Linked DNA regions of Macaca mulatta: region 1 is linked to region 2. The links are chromatin contacts, called in public Hi-C maps. All regions are on one chromosome and are shown on one strand. Each heading gives the region's core, a stretch centred on a gene start, on an enhancer-like site or on the middle of the called end of the contact. The rest is flanking DNA. Distances are from core to core; before and after follow the strand shown. Region 1 holds the start of RPL7A (ribosomal protein L7a). Region 2 holds the start of SLC2A6 (solute carrier family 2 member 6).

What was found. Hi-C and Micro-C count contacts between places; a contact is called where the count stands out from the background.
Region 1: a contact with region 2 is called in a Hi-C map of fetal cortex germinal zone, with 1.9 times the contacts expected there. The contact joins the promoter of RPL7A here to the promoter of SLC2A6 in region 2. A contact is called at or near these places in 2 of 14 Hi-C or Micro-C datasets (fetal cortex germinal zone and liver).

The regions. Positions count from the first base shown.
Region 1 is chr15:9,174,323-9,181,334 of T2T-MMU8v2.0, reverse strand. It overlaps RPL7A (ribosomal protein L7a), which reads left to right and starts at 2,787. Exons shown (of 8, transcript NM_001144039.1): 1 at 2,787-2,822; 2 at 3,472-3,592; 3 at 4,091-4,240; 4 at 4,447-4,587; 5 at 4,779-4,858; 6 at 5,141-5,271; 7 at 5,838-5,907; 8 at 6,085-6,255. The coding sequence starts at 2,820. The coding sequence ends at 6,189. It overlaps MED22 (mediator complex subunit 22), which reads right to left and starts at 2,671. Exons shown (of 5, transcript NM_001194184.2): 1 at 2,525-2,671; 2 at 1,204-1,364. The coding sequence starts at 1,326. LOC114672900 (small nucleolar RNA SNORD24) reads left to right here and starts at 3,936; the gene lies at 3,936-4,010. It overlaps SURF1 (SURF1 cytochrome c oxidase assembly factor), which reads right to left. Exons shown (of 8, transcript XM_077967244.1): 7 at 6,863-6,944; 8 at 5,901-6,784. The coding sequence ends at 6,715. It also overlaps LOC114672892, LOC114672890 and LOC114672891.
Region 2 is chr15:9,040,035-9,046,332 of T2T-MMU8v2.0, reverse strand. It overlaps SLC2A6 (solute carrier family 2 member 6), which reads right to left and starts at 3,162. Exons shown (of 11, transcript XR_013405324.1): 1 at 3,031-3,162; 2 at 2,318-2,480; 3 at 1,126-1,332; 4 at 338-437.

The DNA of each region.
Region 1 (7,012 bases), core at 1,538-4,037, 140 kb before region 2:
GAGACAACAGGCACCTTGCTCAAGACAAATGGAGGCAACTCACACTGCTTACTGTGCTACATGCAGGGATGGGGGCTTATCTTGGACCAGTCTTTTTGCGCTGTGGGAGCCCTGTCTGGTGGGAACCCTTGTCACTTGCTTGGCATTTGGTAAACTGCTGGATGAGTGAAGGGATGATGTATTTTTTTTTCAGCGACCATTTCCTGATCACTTCCCAGGTGCCAGGCTGTGTCACGCACTTAACCACCATCAGCCCATGACATTTTCACAGAAGCCTGGCCTGCCACCCCTGGTTTACAGGTGGCCAAACGAGGCTGGGACAGACTGGTGTGGTCAAGGAGTCTCAGATGGTGAACAGAGGGGCCAGGAGCCCAGCCAGTGTGTTCGGCTAACCTGGACAGGGCTTCCCAGCAGGTCTTGCAAGGGCTCAGCTCAGGGTGGGTGTCAGGTACCCTCAGCGGTTAAGACCTAGACTTTGTGGGTTCAAATCCTGGCTCAGCCAGTTATGAGCTGAGTCACCTTGGGCAAGTCACTAAGTCTCCTGGGCCTGGGTTTCCTCCTGAAATGAAGAGGACAACAGTGCCCACCTCACAGACTCCTCATGAAGATTCAGCAGAACAGGCACAGACAGCCTCACAACGTGGTTTGACACATGGCAAGCACTTAGTACATGCCAGCGTCCATACTTATCATCATTGCTTATGGAGCCTGCAGGTCTGCAGCAGCCAGGAAGGATCCAGCCCAGCTGCAGCAGTCAGCAGGCTTGCAGGCCCCAGTGCCAACCGCTCCACCTGCCTGGAGGGCCCCCCACTTCTCCCCTCAGTCTGCTTTTCTCCTGCTCACTGGCTCTGTGCCCAAGTAAGTGTTTTACACAGGTAAACTCACCAGTCATCATAAGGTCATTGTGGGGTCATCATAAGGACCCCACAAAGCAGGAGAAACTAAAGCACTAAAAAGTGAAATCTCCACCCAAACCCATACTGTTAGTAAGGGCTGGACGTGGGGCCGCGGCAGTCCAGCCAGAGTCCCCTTGCGCTGCTTTGCCAGGACGTGCCATTATTTGGTGTATCTACTGACCAGCTCCCTGTGCACTGGGTGCTTCCTGCCTGGAACACTATTCACTCACGCTGCTCAGCCCCTGGCCTCTCCTATCTCCATCTCTTCCCAAACCCTGCTCCCCTTGGTGGTCCCCCCCACCCCCACCTTGGCGGTCTTGATGATCTCGGTGAAGTTATCCATGATGGACTTAATGTCATCCTTCAGCCGCTTGTTGTAGGACTGCAGCAGCGTCTCCTTGCTCTGGGGCAGGGCTCTCTGCTGGGCCATGGCCGAGCCTCAGGCAGCGCAGCGGGAAGACCTGGGACCTTAGAGTGCAGCACAGACCTCTGAGTGCAGGCAGAGTCAACCCAGGCACCCTCTATGCCCCAACCTTAGCAGGACACACCCTCTATGCCCCAACCTTAGCAGATTTCTGGGGATTCCCTTTCTGCCAATAAAGTCAATCACTGAAACACAGATGAACTCAGTCCATCAGCAGGCACTGCAGGGGGGTTCCAGGACTCTCCTCTGGCCCCGCCTTTGCCAGAGCAAGCTCATCCTGGAACTCCTGGCCAGCCCTCCAAGCCCTGTCCAGGGCTGCAGTCCAAACTTCATATCCAGGCCCACAGAGTGTCCCAGAGAGGCCTGCAAGCTCATCACCAGCCCCTGGCATAACTTCTTAGCCCGCCGCCACCCTCACCACGCCCTCCCATCCGAGGAGTCCTTCTGCACCGCCTACATCCACGCTTTCCTTCCATTCCCACTCCGGCTGCCCCGCTCCCTCCATTCTCTGCGCGGCGGCGAAGAGGTCCTAAAAAGTGGTCATTCCGGCCGGGCGCGGTGGCTCACGCCTGTAATCCCAGCACGGGAGGCCAAGGCAGGGATCACCTGAGGTCAGGAGTTTGAGACTAAAAACTAGCCTGACCAACATACTGAAACCCCGTCTCTACTGAAAATACAAAAATTAGCGGGGAGTGGTGGTGGGCGCCTGTAGTCCCAGCTACTCGGGAGGCTGAGGCAGGAGAACCGCTTGAACCCGGGAAGCACAGGTTGCAGTGAGCCGAGACCACGCCACTGCACTCCAGCCTGGGCGACAAGGGGAGACTACCTCAAAAAAAAAAGGGGGGGGGGCCATTCCACTCCCTCGCTTAACATCCCTCATGGCTCCTCCACCGGGACAAGGGGCTCAAGCCCCGCGCGCCTCTCGGCCTCTGATGTAAGCCGCACTGGACAGCCTCGGCGCTGGACCTGCCTGGCCTTCGGGCCGGGCCTCTGCGCGCGGTGCTCAGGGAGGGTCCGGGGCCCCCTAGGTTCGCGGCCTGGCGCACGGCCGAGCGGACTCCTGGAAGCACTCGCGTTGTTTGTGCCCATTTTTGACGGGGTGGGGGAATTAAGTCACACGTAGGAAAGTGGATCCCCGACCTCTGCGCCTACGCACCCACACACCCCCCACCTCCATCCCCACTCCCCACTACACCCTCATAACCACCCCAGCGCCCGCGCACCAGATGCCGCGTCCGCCGGGTCGGCCTGGGGCGGGGTGGACAAGTGCCTCTGGGACCCGCACTTTCCCGCGTCTCTCCCCCGGCCGGGCCTGCCCGCCGCAGCGTCTCTTCCCCGCCGCGCCGCAGCCTCTCGGCCCCGCCTCGATTTTTACATTTACAGGAGTGCTGTTGCTTTAAATCTGAAATCCCGTGCCAGTATCAACTCTCGCGATCTCCAAGGCCGCATACAAATTACCCACAATTCCCTTTTCTTTCTCTTTCCTCCCGCCGCCCAAGATGGTGAGTGAGTGCTGTTTTCGTGCCACTATAGCCAGGTCTCTGGTGTATCCGCTGCCATCCTCCTCCAGGCGCGACCGCGGAGGGCCTCCTGCTCCGCCTGGCGCCAGGAGAGCCCTGCCCGGTGTGGCGCGGAGACATTGAGATGGACTAGAGCCCCGGGCGGCCGGGAGTGGGATGCGTTGATCCCGGTGTTGCTGGGCTGGGGGAGGAGGGCCTGGAGCGCCGCAATGCGCGGTTCGGAGTGGACGGGGCCGAGGCGCCCGGAGCCTTAGCATCTCCTGGGCTTCCTGGGGGCCGCTCCATAGGTCTTGAGTGACGAGTTCTGAGCCCTCCCCGTTGCTTCCAGAACCTGCGGGGCAGCGATCCAGAGGGATCATGAGTTCGGGGCGTCTCCTGGGTTGGCGACGCGAAGAGAGCGTAGCCTCGGGCTTAGCCGGGCTCCGGCCGCTCGGGGTTCCTGGGGCTGCGTGCTCTTGCTGATGTGAGACACTCCTGTCGAGGGGTGGTGCTGGGGGGCTGCAGAACGCTGCTCGCCGGCCTCGTTCAGGCAGGGGCTGTCGGCGCCCTGTTTTGGAGGAGCCAGCCTGAGACCTACCCCGGACAAAACGAGTGGAGGCGGCGGTTTAACTGACGTTTCCTTTCTGCCCAGCCGAAAGGAAAGAAGGCCAAGGGAAAGAAGGTGGCTCCGGCCCCTGCTGTCGTGAAAAAGCAGGAGGCCAAGAAAGTGGTGAATCCCCTGTTTGAGAAAAGACCTAAGAATTTTGGCATTGGTGAGTAACGGCAGAATGAAAACTGTTTTCCCAAGGGAAAAGGGTAATTGGGTTGTGTCGTATTCTGTAGGTTTTAGTGGGTGTAAAGTGGTCGCAGTCCTTAACCCGTGTCTCTTAGAGACGGGGGTAATGATGATACATGTTCCTTGCTTTCATTGGGAGTTGCTGAGTGAGCATTCATCTCAGTAGGGTAGTGACCTTGGATTCAGCTTAGCCATCCGGAAACAAGTACAGTAGCATTGTCACGGCGAAGCACTAGAACAACAATTCTGCTGTACTTGGTGGCGCCTTGGCTTGTTAGATGAGGAAAAGCATCGTGCTCTCGGGTTCTCAGGTGTTTGTGTGCAGATGATGTAAAAGAATATTTGCTATCTGAAAGATGGTGATGACGTTTTAAACCACCAAGATCGCTGATGCACCAACACCCTTCTTGGTGGCCCCAGACATGAACTTGACATGGGATTTGAATCTCACTCGATGTCACCCTTTATTTTTCAGGACAGGACATCCAGCCCAAAAGAGACCTCACCCGCTTTGTGAAATGGCCTCGCTATATCAGGTTGCAGCGGCAGAGAGCCATCCTCTATAAGCGGCTGAAAGTGCCTCCTGCTATTAACCAGTTCACCCAGGCCCTGGACCGCCAAACAGGTGAGGTTCTGTGGTGTGGAAAGAGTTTCTCAGGCAAGGATTCCTTATTTCATCCAGAACATGAGGGTGGATGGCCTTAGGTTTCTTGAACTGCATCTGTCATTACATTATAGTCATCATATAGCAGGACAGTGGTCTAGCATTTGTATTAAGTGACAAGGATTAGAACCTTGACTGCAAGCCTAAACTGAAGAGTGTTTTTCCAGCTACTCAGCTGCTTAAGCTGGCCCACAAGTACAGACCAGAGACAAAACAAGAGAAGAAGCAGAGGCTGTTGGCCCGGGCCGAGAAGAAAGCTGCTGGCAAAGGGGATGTCCCCACTAAAAGACCACCTGTCCTTCGAGCAGGTGAGTAGGCCCCACCTTAGGGTGAACACTGGGGGCAGGCTGTTGCAGTGATGTAGAATTTTTTCGCCTGAAATCACTGTGAAGAGTAAAACCGAGCTTTTTAACACTGAGTCAACAGCTGAGCCCAGCAGCTTCTTGTGAGGGGAGCAGGCCCTGTCTGTGGTTACTTACAAAGTGGTTGTGTGTTCTAGGAGTTAACACCGTCACCACCTTGGTGGAGAACAAGAAGGCTCAGCTGGTGGTGATTGCACATGACGTAGATCCCATCGAGGTGCGTTTGCCTGTTGACTGCTAACCCAAGGGCTTCTGTGTCAGTATTAGGAAGAGAGAGTAGGTCTAATGCCAAGTCAGTGGTGGGACTGAAGTGGATGAGGACAGTACTGACACAGATCCAGCACATGCATGGCTCTTGCAATGATGTGAATCTCTCACTGAATTCAACCTTGAAGTGCAAATCCATGAGCTTTTTAACCCTGAGCAGTTGCCACCAAGCGAACTCTGAAATTTACTGCTTTTGGTCAAAATACACTCTTCAGCTAATGCTTTCTTCCAGCTGGTTGTCTTCTTGCCTGCCCTGTGTCGTAAAATGGGGGTCCCTTACTGCATTATCAAGGGGAAGGCCAGACTGGGCCGTCTAGTCCACAGGAAGACCTGCACCACTGTCGCCTTCACACAGGTGAACTCGTAAGTACACAGCCTGGCCCCAAACCTCCCCTAGCTCATTTAATCCATGTCTCACGGTTGTTTCCTCTTGCCTTAAAGGCCAATCTTTTAGTTTAAGAAATACATTTGCCGGATGCAGTGGCTCACGCCTGTAATCCCAGCACTTTGGGAGGCCGAGGTGGGTGGATCACGAAGTCAGGAGATTGAGACCATCCTAACATGGTGAAACCCCATCTCTACTAAAAAATACAAAAAAAATTAGCCAGGCGTGGTGGCGGGCACCTGTAGTCCCAGCTGCTGAGGCAGGAGAATGGCATGAACCCTGGAGGCGGAGCTTGCAGTGAGCCGAGATTGAGCCACTGTACTCCAGCCTGGGCGACAGAGCGAGACTCTGTCTCAAAAAAAAAAAATGTATTTGAACTTTTGCCAGTGATGGTTAAGAATTTCTTCACCTGAATAAACCATGTGGTCAACATTGTATCTGAGGCAAAAGATTGTCTTGAGCTAAAACTGAAGATATTTCTGCGTTCTAAAGGGGAAACTAAGACCAAAAAAGCCCCACTTTTGTTTTCCCTCCTGCCTTTTAGGGAAGACAAAGGCGCTTTGGCTAAGCTGGTGGAAGCTATCAGGACCAATTACAACGACAGATACGATGAGGTAAGAGCTTTACACAAAATATTGTCATGCACAAATCATTTTACCAAATAACTGGCTGGCTTAACTTACGAGAAGTTCTGACGATCAGCTTGTAACAGTCCAACAGAATAACGCAACTAATAACCTTGAAAATATCAGAAAACAAGTCAAGCTGACCGCCTCTTTCTGTCTTTTCAGATCCGCCGTCACTGGGGCGGCAATGTCCTGGGTCCCAAGTCTGTGGCTCGTATCGCCAAGCTCGAAAAGGCAAAGGCTAAAGAACTTGCTACTAAGCTGGGTTAAATGTACACTGTTGAGTTTTCTGTACATAAAAATAATTAAAATTCAAATTTTCCTTCAGCCAGCGTCTGTTGAGTATCTTCGGTTGAATCTTATTTGGGGCTAAGAAGTACCCTTTTTTTGAGATAGCCTCACTCTGTTGCCCAGGCTGGAGTTGCAGTGATGTGATCTCACAGCAACCTTCGCCTCCCAGGTTCAGGATATTCTGGTGCCTCAGCATCCCAGGTGGCTGGCTGATTCATGTTAGCCAGGCTGGTCTCAGCTCTTGACTTCAAGTGAGCCACCACACCTGGTCCTTCCTGCCCTTATATATTCTTACACCAGGCGTTTTGTTTCCTAGAGATGTACCTTGCGTGTCAAGTTTTGGGAAAGTTCTTTGGACTGAAACCAAGCCAGGATTTTATCATCAACCAGTCATGAGCTCATTTAAGGTAGAAGGCCAGAACTTTATACCAGCAGCACATGATCCAGCATAAAGGCAGTCTTTTTACTTCATTATTCAGGGACAGGGCTTTAGCAGCTGATCTGTCACACACCAGGTGTCCCACGTAGGAATTTCTTAAACCACAGGTATGATGTAGCTGCAGAGAGTCCATACCTTGGGGTTGAAAGAAAGCTGGCATTAGCAGGCTGCTGGGCTGAAGGGGAGGGAGCCAGAGGGTCACTGGGGACTCACCAGGTCACGATGTACTGCAGATGCTCGTTCCTCAGAGTAACTCTGGTTTGCCCTCCAATGGGTCCTCCAGGGACTGTGCTCTCTGCAGAGACAGCAGACTTGAAGTCCACCCTCTGCTGCCTGCCAGCCTCTGCACTACTTCCTAGTGGT
Region 2 (6,298 bases), core at 1,913-4,412:
GAGCAGCTGCATGCGCTGTGATTTCTTTTCTGTCTGGACTTCCCATCTGAGATGGCATTTGATGGAAGCTTTCTGCCGTTAAAATACAGTCTGGCGACTGTGGGTCCAGCAGAAGCCCTGGCTGCCCCAGCTAGGGACTGGGCCTGTGGCTAGAGGGGCAGGCCCTGCCTGGAGGTGCACAGCAAGGTGCTGGCTGAGTGGGGCCGGGATGCCAGATCTCTTGCCTCTCAGCCCAGGATCTGTTCTGGGGCAAATCATTCCCTTTCCACCCACGTCTACTTTGGCGGCACCCACCCCTCCCGCCAGCCTGCACACAGGAGTGCAGGGCCATACTTGCCAAGGGCGTAGAGAGACAGGGATCCGAACACTGCCATGAGCTGGGGTGTGGCCCCCAGAGCCCCACGAACGCCTGGGGGAGCAATCTCAGACACGTACACCTGCAAGACACAGCCGCCGCACCAGCTTTTGCTGAGAATGCGGGTTCCTAGGCCCGGCCAAGATGGGGGGGGGCGGCCCCTGTGAACCCCGGAAAGTGGGAAGTGGAGGCTTTCTGGTGGGGCTGTGTCCTGGTCATGACTCACTGCAGGACCTTGGGCGGCCTGCCTGATCTCCCTCTGTCCTCAGTTTCCCTAACTGTGAGGTGGGTGGAAGGACTTAGCTCGGAAATGAGCAGCATGATGCTGGGAAGGAGGCCCGAGGGCTCCCAGGCTCCAGGGCTGAGCAGGTGAGTCCGTGCCTCCCAGTGAGTTCTGTCTCCTCTGCTGGGCTCACCAGGCCCCGTGTGGAGTACCGGATAAAATAAGAAGGTCCCAGGGCGGGTGTCGGGCAGGGACTTCCCTCTCCTACCCATTGCTCAATGCGGATTTTCTCCAATTGAGTAATACATCTGACCAGTCAAGAAATGGGGTAGAAGGCTTGGAAAGTCCAGAGTGGGGGCAGCCGGGGACCTGGAGACAATTTCCCCCAAATTAGCTGCCCTGCTGGGGGTGAGCTGAGGGCATCTGCAGGGAAGGCAAACAATTCTCATTGCCCAGAAGGCATGGAGGCCGGGAGGCCTTAGTCAGATGGAGGCTCAGCACCAATACAGAGGCACTGGGGCCCCTGGGTGGGAAGGCCTGGCCTTACCGGGATGCAGGCGGCTGTGAGCCCCCCGGCGAAGCCCGTCAGCGTCCTTCCGAGCAGCAGCATCCAGAGGCCGTGCGCACCCGCCATGAGCGCATAGCCGGCCGCCGACGGCACAGCTGAGAACATGATGCTCAGCTTCCGGCCCAGGAGGTCGTTGAGGATCATGGCACTCAGGCCTCCGGCTGCTGCTCCCAAGGTGAACACGGACTGCAGGGGAAGGGGGTGCAGGGCAGATATGTCTGGGCACTGCGCACCCCACTCTCATCAGAGTCCAGGGACAGCTTCTTCTCTAGGCCGACCCCAGGAGCTGGTCAAGCACTTGACCAAGTCAAGCACTTGAAGCAGGGAGCCTCCTGTCTTCAAGGGACAGCCATTTGTTAGGGATGCTCAAACAGGGAGTTCTGCTCTAAGGAAGAGGCACTGCCACATGTACACAGTGGTTCTGTCCAGCCTGATGTTTAAATGTCTAATATTTTAATACAGGAGAATTCTGTGACTTGAAGGCCCTGGGCTTTAAGATTTGGAGGTTCTTAAGTTCCCTGTACAGCAGCAACTGGGACCCCCTCTGGACTCTGCTAACTGGTAGTGGGACCTGGGCACATTGCCCAGCCTGTCTGAGCCTCAGTTTCTTGGGCTGTCTTACAGGGAGAGTTCTACCTCGTGGGGTTGGCCCTGGGAGTCAATGAACGTTCAGTGCCCAACACGTGCCTGGCACATAGGAAGTGCTCAGTAAATCTTATCTTAACTACTATGTTGTAACTACATCTGAGGCTATTAAGATTGTAATTCTAGACTCTGGGACTTTGGGATCTTCCTCTCCATCAGCCCACAATCTATCCTGCAGACCCTCCTTGCCCCAGCCAGTGCCTCTCCCCACTGACACCTGATACCCTTGCCCCCATCCAGCCAACTGTGGGTGTGGGGACCTGGGGAAGCCTCAACCCTACCTAGTGTAGACCCTGACAGCCACCTCCCCACCTGCTCCTTCCTTCACCCTCTCCACTGGCTTTCAGTTCCTCATTTCAGAGGAATCCTGTAGCTTTACCCCACCCACCAGTGGCCTAGATGGCTGGGGGCGGGGGGAGCCCTGGAGGGGCTCCCAAGGTGGAGAATTTGGGAGGTCCCTAGCTGGGGACAAGGCTCAGCAGGTCCCTGCTCCCTGCACCCACCCTCCTCCGAGGATGGTCCTTACCCCGAACCAGGATGCCTGGGATTTGGTCAGATGCAGGTCGGGATCCAAGGAGTGCTCCAGGGCTGGGATGACAGGGGATGTGTAGACCAGAGCATACCCAAAGCTGAAATTGCCGAGCACTGCGGCGAAGGTGGCCAGGAACACCCTTTTGTTCTGCAGGGCCCTGGTGATGGTGGCGGACAAAAGGACCAGGGTCTCTGAGTCCCTCCTCCAGGAACCATTGCCTTTTCTGAACCCAGTGGCTGCCCAGCTCAGCGGGCAGTGCTGGGGAGGCCTGGGTCCAAGGCCATTCAGGTTCCCAGGGCCTGAGCCCCAGCTCCCCTGGGAAATTCCCAGGCCATTGTTAGCTCATCGCCGTGGCTGAGCCTCTGGTACTGGGGCCTTTTCTCCGGAAGAGGAGGCTCTGGTTCTGCCCCCAGGTCTGCGGCTGGAGGCTTGCTGTGTGACCTCAGGCAGACCCCTTGCTCGTTGGGGCCTCAGTCTTCCTGTCTGTGGCAGTAGGGGGCTGGGCCCGGTACTCCCGTGGATCGTTCCTTCCCTTAGAGGCACCGGTTCCTTAAATAGGAGTAGCTTGTCCGGGACAGGAGGGAGCCAGATGGCCCCTCGGTGGCGACTAGGTCAGGGGAGGCCCAGGGTGGGAGCGCGCCGCCGGCGGCAGGGAACCAGAGCCACCCCCAGGCCCCACCCCCAGTCCCCAACCCAGCGACTCTCACCCGACCCGCGCCCTGTCCCCTGGCGACGGGGGCGGCTTCTCGGGGAAGGTGTCGTAGTCCGGGCCCTCGGCTCCCAGCAGCGGCTCCTGCATGGCCGGGTCTCTCTCCGGGCGAGCGGAGGGCGCTCAGACTGGAGCAGCCGCACCGGGCCCGCAGCTCCACCGGCCAGGCCCCGCCCCTCAGTCGCGATTGGCTGCGGGATGGCCCTGCAGAGCCGCGCCGGCCAATGAGGCGGCCGCACGCTGTCCTGATGCTCGGATGCGGACCCGGCTTCCCAGGGCGCGGCCCGCACCGCGTGCGCACCCAAAGGTCCCGCCCCCGAGACAGGATGGGGGTCCCAGGGCGGAGCCCCTGCCAGATAGTCCGGGGTCCTCGCGGAGCGCCGGGAGCTGCTCACCCGGCCCGGGTCTTGCAGGCGTGACTGCGGCAATGCGCGCAGGCCCCGTCGTACCCGCTCCCGCGGGGTGGAAACCGAGGCCCAGAGAGGTGAAGCCGCTCGCCAGGTCACAGCGAATGCGCACCTCGCTCCGCCTTATGCTCTAGCTCTCCCTGTTGCGTGGCGTCTCAGGGCCACCTCTGCCCTGGCTCTCCCTGGCACCAGGGAATCGCGGTGTGTCAGGGCAGCAGCGGATGTGCGGGACGAAGGAGGCAGGAGGGGCCGGGCGGGGCGCTGTGGGCAGCTGCAGTGGGCGAGGTCTGTATCCTCCACCCCAGGCTCTGATGGTAGAAATAACCTGAACTCGTGACACGTCACCCAGGTAGTAAGATAACATTGAAAAATAAGAAAAGCAGAAATGGAAAATTCCCGGGAAGCCCGTCCTCAAAAAATCCCACAGCAGTTCCACCTCTCTCTTTGGGCCTTTTCGGGAAGAGGACGAAATCACGCCCTGCTCTGCTGGATGGACGTGCCACACACGCTTTTAAACGGATCCTTTGTTGCTGAGTATTTGGGTCATTTCCCATGTTTAGCTATTAACGTAGTAAAGCATTTTTAAAAGTTAGAATTCCCCTTATTATGATTGAAATAAAAACATAATAGAACAATAAAGAGAATCACATCCATCTCCCGTCAGCCTGATCTTGAAGGCATTTTAGCCTCTTTTCTTCCAGTCTTTTCTCCATGTGCCTATTTTGCGTATTTGGGCCCTCATTAAATCCTGTAGCCCCTTTACATCATCGTTTTCTTGCCGTCAAGATCATAGGCTTTGGACTCAGGCACACCCGGTATAGTGATCAGGCTGCACAGTCCTCATGGCCATATATACACATATATGTATTTTTACATGCACGCATATATGCATGTATTTTTACACGCATGCACACACGCACGCATTTTTACACGGATGCACACACGCATGTGTTTTCACACGCATGCACACACGCGTTTCACACGCATGCATACATGTTTGTTTTACATACATGCCTACATGTATGTGTTTAAATACATGCATATATGTATGTGTTTTACATGTATGCATATATATGTATGTGTTTTTACATATAAGCATATATGTATGCATTTTTACATATAAACATATCTATGTATTTTTTTTGAGACGGAGTCTCGGTCTGTTGCCCAGGCTGGAGTGCAGTGGTGCAATCTCAGCTTACTGCAACCTCCGCCTCCTGGGTTCAAGTGATCATCCTGCCTCAGCCTCCCAAGTAGCTGGGATTACAGGCATGTGCCACCACGCTTAGCTAATTTTTGTATTTTTAGTGGAGACGGGGTTTCACCATGTTGGCCAGGTTGGTCTCAAGCTACAGACCTCGTGATCCTCCTGCTTCAGCCTCAGAAAGTTCTGGGATTACAGGCGTGAGCCACTGCAGTTGGCCTTCTCTTTTTTTTTAATGTATTTTTTTCTTTTAAACTCAACTTTAGGCCAGGCACAGTGGTGTGTGCCTGTCCCAGCATTTAGGAGGCCAAGGTAGGAGGACTGCTTGAGGCCAGGAGTCTGATACCAGCCTGGGCAACAAAGTGAGACCCTGTCTCTACAAAAAACTAACACAAATTATCCAGGTGTGATGGCGAGTGCCTGTGGTCCCAGCTACTCGGAAGGCAGAGGTGGGAAGATTGCTTCAGCCCAGGAGTTTGAGACTGCAGTGAGCTGTGATCACACCAAAGCAGTCCAGTCTGTTTTGTGCTGGAGTGAGAGAGAGAGCCTTCTTGAAAAAATAGCCGGGCGCGGTGGCTCACGTCTGTAATCCCAGCACTTTGGGAGGCCGAGGCGGGCGGATCACAAGGTCAGGAGATCGAGACCACAGTGAAACCCCGTCTCTACTAAAAATACAAAAAATTAGCCGGGCGCGGTGGCGGGCGCCTGTAGTCCCAGCTACTCAGGAGGCTGAGGCAGGAGAATGGCGGGAACCCGGGAGGCGGAGCTTGCAGTGAGCTGAGATCGCGCCACTGCACTCCAGCCTGGGCAACAGCGTGAGACTCCGTCTCAAAAAAAAAAAAAAAAAAGAAAAAAGAAAATACAAGAAAAGTCAACTTTGTTAAAGCTACAATTTATATACAGTAAAATGAATCCATTTTAAGTATAGGTTGATGAGTTTTGACAATTGTATAACCCCGAACACCCCCAATCAAGATATAAAACATTTCCACTGTTTCTTTCTTTTATCTTTTTTTGAGATGGAGGCTCACTCTGTTGCCCAGGCTGGAGTGCAGTGCTGCGATCTTGGCTCACTGCAACCTCTGACTACCGGGTTCAAGCGATTCCCCTGCCTCAGTCTCCTGAGTAGTTGGGATTACAGGCGCCCACCACCACACCTGGCTAATTTTTGCATTTTTAGTAGAGACAGGGTTTCACTGTGTTGGCCAGGCTGGTAGCTGGGATTATAGGCACCCACCACCACACCTGGCTAATTTTTGCATTTTTAGTGGAGACAGGGTTTCACCGTGTTGGCCAGGCTGGTCTCAAACTTCCAACCTCAGGTGATCCGCCCGCCTTGGCTTCCCAAAGTGCTGGGATTACAGGTGTGAGTCACCACGCCCAGCCCATTTCCACCCTTCTAGAAGGTTTCTTTGTGCCTGTCTGAAGTCAGCCTCCTTTCCCTGCTCACCAGTAAACTATTAATCTGCTCACCAGTAAACTATTAATCTGCTCACCAGTAAACTATTAATCAGTAAACTATAAATCTATTAAGCTTTCTGTGACAATAGATTAGAGTGGTCTTATAAAGAGAACCTATGTGAAGTATTCTTTTGTCTGCCTTCTTTTTTCAGCATGTTTGTGAGATTTATCCATATGCCGATTTTCAGTGATGT